Linked DNA regions of Cyprinus carpio: region 2 is linked to region 1. Evidence: chromatin contacts called from public Hi-C data. All regions are on one chromosome and are shown on one strand. The core of a region is the stretch at or near the end of the contact, and the rest is flanking DNA. Distances in the headings are between cores, read along the strand shown.

Region 1 (2,700 bases), core at 171-2,670:
CTATCTATCTATCTATCTATCTATCTATCTATCTATCTATCTATCTATCTATCCATCTGTCTGTCTGTCTGTCTGTCTATCTATCAATCAATCTGTCTTTCTGTCTGTCTGTCTGTCTATCTATCTATCTATCTATCATGGATGCGTTTTCTCTTTCACAGGATAAAAAAAAAGGTAATTGTGACTTTTTTTATCTCACAATTCAGACTTTTTTTCTGGTAATGCTGAGTATTTTGAGATATAAGCTTCCAATTCTGAGAAGAAAAGTCAAAATTGTGAGAGAAAAGGTCACAGTTACATATTTTATTTTTAATTCTTTGCCGAAAAAAAAATAGAATTGTTTCATGTAAATTTAGAATTATAAGAAGAAAGTCTGAGAATTCTAAGTTTATTACATCTCACAATTCTGTTTTACAATTAGAATTGTGGCATGAAACGTTGCAATTATATATATATATATATATATATATATATATATATATATATATATATATATATATATATATATATATATATATATATATATATATATATATATATATATATATATATCCTTTTGGAGACAAATCACATATGAATGCAATTATCTTAAATTGAGAACAAATGGAGGCTTTACTGAAGCTTTTAAGATGTTTCTCCTGAGAAAAAGACTCTTATTTAGCTTCAGAAGAGATCAAACTGTGCTGACATTTGCCAAGTTTTCAGTTAAATCCTAATATGTACTCATCTTGAACATTTCTTATCAAATGATTCATTTTATAGTTTTGTACTCCTTCTGTGTTTGACTTATTTTTGTCTGTTTATTTCTCCCAAAGTTTTTTTTTTTTTTTTCTCAGGTGGACGTTGAGACGTGATTGAGATCTCCATCAAGTGGTTCAAGGTACAAAAGAGCATTTTACGAGCAGTAAACCCTTCATTATGTAACCCAGAATACTTATTCAGATTATTTGTTCACGTTGTTCCTGAATTAATAGACATTTAGCACTACAAACTGCTTCAGTGTATTTATATATCTTAAACACGCTCTAAAATGATTCATGTTTCTTTAAATCCTCCTTTTGCTGATAATTTGAGACATCTTTTGCCCGTGGCAGAGCTGAAACTGTGTCTCTCTCATTGATATACGGCACCAGAGCCGAAGCTTTGTTGAGTCGGGTATTTCCAGATGGCTCACAAAAGACTCAATTGACTCGCTCCTCTAATGTGTTAAAGCGTTTGCTCCCACATGACAAATTCGGAGGGGAAAAAACCCAGCCTCTCAGCATGTAAAAAAACAGTAAAAGATGAAATATCAAACAGATTTTCTCTTTCACTCTCGATTTTTGTGCATTTAGTTTCTCACCCAGCAATACGTGGCATTTATATAAATCAGTCATGCCAGGGCCTTGTCGCATTCGTATTCGGACCTTATCGGAGTGCCTGTGTATGAATAAAGTTTGTCTCTTACAGATACACTTACATCACGTCTCAATGTCTTATGCAATGGAGTCTGGAGCTCCGCCAGCATGCAGTGAACCAGAGAAGCAGAGAGACGTCCCAGCGGCCCGCAGCCCTGACAACACCCTTCTATCCCCCTCTGAAATCTTTATTTACTGCCCCCGCACTCCTGCTCCCTCGCCGGGGCAATTAAAGCACTGCTGTGTCAGACGGTGAGGCCGTGCACCTTCCTGAGGAGGTTCTGTGAGGTTATGCGTGGGACGATATACTTCATGTGTTTGCACGATAGATAAGCAATATCTAATATCTTTGCAACTGAAAGCAGATATCAGGTCTTAATTTAAACAATCAACTCTTTTTTTGATGTCAGGTTTTAAAAATTCTGAACAGTTATCAATCCACAGGGTCATAGAAATGAAAACAGCTTGGCTCATGAATATTAATTACATGATTTCCTTTTTGGTCTTTCACTTAAATATGCTGTTTAATGTCGCCAGCTACAATTTTTTTTTCCTTTGCATGTCAACCAAGCTAAATTTTGCTGTCAAAATATATTTTATGAAATAAAATAGTTTATTAGTTTCCTAAAAAGGTAGGTGAACTTAATGTTTACTTGAATAAATGTGCCGTGTTTTGCAAATTCTTGAGCAAAGTTTTAGTGTGAATATCCTGAAAATTTCCCTGAAATCTGGCAGGGCAACCATAATATGAACTTAAAAAATAAAATAAAGTTTTGATACATAAAAAAAAAAATAATTATGTTTTGATACAAATTGACCAAAAGCTTTAGTGTGAACATCGTTCATAAAACATGAGCAGAACAAATTTCTAATAATAATAATTTATTAATTACCCAAAAAGCTGCCAGGCAAACGTAATATGAACTATTAATGTAGCTTTAAATTATAAAATGTATGTTTCGATGCAAATTCATGACCAAATTTTTAGTACGAGCATCGTTAATGAAAGACGAACAAAACGGTTGTATAAGAATGGTGTTTTTTTGTTTTTTGGTGTGTATGTGTATGAAAACTCATGATTGAGGTCCAGAAATAATTACAGGCTAAAATTTAGCTGTTTACCAGAATGTCTATATCAGTGCATCCCTAGTCAGGTGTACTTAGGAAATGTAGGTGGATAATTTGGACCACCACCATCAACTACTTGTTTATTAAACAAGCTTTCTTGGCCTCTTGGTTCATCATGAGCACAGTTTAGTCACGTCCCCCGTGGAGAACACAAAGGATGTAATTGCTTTAACTT
Region 2 (2,700 bases), core at 92-2,591, 52 kb before region 1:
GTATATCTAATAAATTTCGACACCAGTCATGCTTGGTCTTTTGAGTTTTATTTTCACTGTGGTTTTGCATGCTTTAATTAATGTGTTACCTTTAAATTCAAGTCGACGGAACGTCTCTAAGCATCAGGTAATTTAAAAAAAGTATTTAGGTCTGGACAAATCTTAGGATTTTAGGACTAAATATCCTAATTCAATAATAATAATAATAATAATAAAGTATTAGTCTTAAATGCTTTATTTTATTTCTGTATCTGTTATTTGTGGCCACAGAACCATGTCTAAAGTGAATCTCTCCTAGTTTTCATCAGTGTTTGTTCCTGACAGCAGCACTAGATGGCACTGTTCCGCTTTGCCAAAGAAACAGGTAAAGATTTCTTATAAAGACCAGAGGGACCTACAAAATAAGTCTTATGGCTTTCAATTTATTACACTTTTATTAGTTTAATTTCTTCAGTCATACCTATCAATAAATGGCCACTTATTTTTCACCATAAAACCTTTCAGTGGCCTAATGGTTGTATCATTCCATAGTGGGTTTGCAGGACACAGTCTAGGTTGTAGTAGCCCATAAGGGTTTTTATTTCCACAATTTTGTAATCACTATTCATTAAAAAGCTTTTGTTGTAAAGATAAATAATTTGACCCATGCTGCAGCAGTGAGTTCTAAAAATACATCACAATCACCGGTTACTTACAGGAAATTAACCCTGAAGACATTCATTATCTCTGGCTGCCGTTCGTCACAGCTTGAAAATGAAGCCTGTTTCATGCATCTGCTAATTTACTAATTAACTGCTGCATATTTACTACAGTATCTGTGTATAAAGGAATATAGCTGTTTTGCATATGAAGGATTTGGGAGTGACTGAAGATTTACACTGATTTGTGTTTATTCCATACTGCATTTAAACGTGAATTGCTTAAATGTGTAGCTGTGTGTAAATAAGAGATCTAGGATTTCACACGTAGAACAATTAAATACCATCGAGCATTGATGCATATGCGGGTGTAGTTTTATAGTACACATTTTTATAATACGCTAATTGTGGGGAGAAAATGAATCCCAGTGTAAAAACGAAATCTAGCTACTATTTTATATGTACAGAATTTAATACCAAATGAAGATTAAGTCATTTAAATGATTTTTATTAGCTATCTGATCGTATACCTTGTAAAGAAAAGTATGCACTGAAGTGTAGATAAGAAATCTAGCTCTATTCGTAAAATAGAGTATCACTGAACACATTGTTTTATTATTTATCCCATATATTATATATTAATATGTTATATACATCTCTTTTAGACTTCCTTAAGCGAAGCCCCGCCCCTTGGCGTCAGACCCCGCCCCCTGCGCATGTGTGCCTGTGTCGGCATTGGTGAGAAATCAGCGCTGGAACAGATGAGGGAATGTCAAACTTGTTGCCGATGCCCGCGGCTCGACACATCCGATTCAAGGATAAACGACAAAACCCTCCTGGAGCCAGAAGCATTTGATGGAACAGCGCGTATCTCATGGACGATATTAAAGAAAATGGCGATTAATTTTTGCGCTGAATACATTTCATACTGTGACAACAAAAGGGATCCAGGGCTCTCCAGTTACTAAGAGCGCGCACCCACAGCGGTGCATCGAGCCTCCTCACAGGACTGAACGCACGCGCGAAGTTCTCCTCAGAGGACCGTCGATTTAATGCATTTATCGACTCTTTTTGAATTATTGTAAGTGTTTTTAATATAGAATAATTAGTCGGGATCGCGCGCATTGCATTGGAGATGTGAACATGGGACATGTGGTCCGCGCGCTGGTTTGCACTCCTCTGGATTTGTGTTGAACGACTTGGAGACGTTACGCATCGAATAACGATGTAAACGAGGAGTTTTTTTAAGATGTGCATTTTTCAGGGTCGTTGCTCTAAGGATATACAAAGAGGAGTTCGCGTTTTCACGCTTATGCTGGAATTGAGGTACTTCCAATTGTCATCTGATCTCTTACTTTCGAATCATTTAATATTGATCAATAAGCACATGCATGCGAAACGTAAACTTTATTTTTTTTATTATTATTAATATGTTATTGACAATATATAATATTTACATTTTAAATCGGTTGCTAACGTGGGCCCCTGAAAGACACAAAAGAATAAATAATATTTAAAAGTAAAAAAAAAAAAAAAAAAGCATTGTTTGATTCAGTTGTGTCTTTTTATTTGCAGTGACAAACAAACAAAAGGAATTAATTCCCAGTAGACTGAAAATGAACTCTAATTATAACAGTGCCGGATTTCATATGAAAGGGCCGTCGGTAGCTGTGGAGCCCATGATGGGTCCTCTAAATGAATCCCCCATACAGGGACTCAACTTCGTCTCAAATAGAGACCAGTATGGATTCCAGACTCATGGCCATGGGGATATGCTCGCTATGGGAGTTCAGCCACAACATCAACTCCACATGCAAGGACCGTTCAACCATCAACCTCCTAACCACGAGCAGCATTCACATCTGTACCAGGACAGCGTCCCCTCTTGCTTGCACGGGGACAGACACATGGGTTTCAATAACAACAACGCAGGTCACCCGCATATGTTTGAAGGGGGATTTGGTCAGCAGCTCGCTGAGGCGCAGTCGCGAGAATGCATCTCGCAGCAGCAGCAGCAACAGAGAATGGCCGCCATGCCTGAATTTCAACCGCACGGCCATCC

The links. A called contact is a pair of places that touch in the nucleus more often than the background predicts.
Region 2: a Hi-C map of skeletal muscle shows a contact between it and region 1, with 7 times the contacts expected there. The contact joins the promoter of LOC109097717 here to the enhancer-like site in region 1. A contact is called at or near these places in 3 of 8 Hi-C or Micro-C datasets (all in skeletal muscle).

What each region holds. Positions count from the first base shown.
Region 1 is chrB10:21,543,766-21,546,465 of ASM1834038v1, reverse strand. No RefSeq gene overlaps it. Among protein-coding and RNA genes, the nearest start is that of LOC122138614, 6.3 kb to the left of the region's middle. Within about 2 kb of position 1,420, at least 1 of the 8 cell types and tissues checked has an H3K27ac peak or open chromatin away from gene starts, as enhancers often do. A contact at or near this core is called in skeletal muscle, where this site is marked.
Region 2 is chrB10:21,595,723-21,598,422 of ASM1834038v1, reverse strand. LOC109097717 (transcriptional activator MN1-like) reads left to right here and starts at 1,341. Exons shown (of 4, transcript XM_042733258.1): 1 at 1,341-1,964; 2 at 2,214-2,700. The coding sequence starts at 2,255. LOC109097718 (phosphatidylinositol transfer protein beta isoform) reads left to right here. Exons shown (of 11, transcript XM_042733259.1): 11 at 1-29.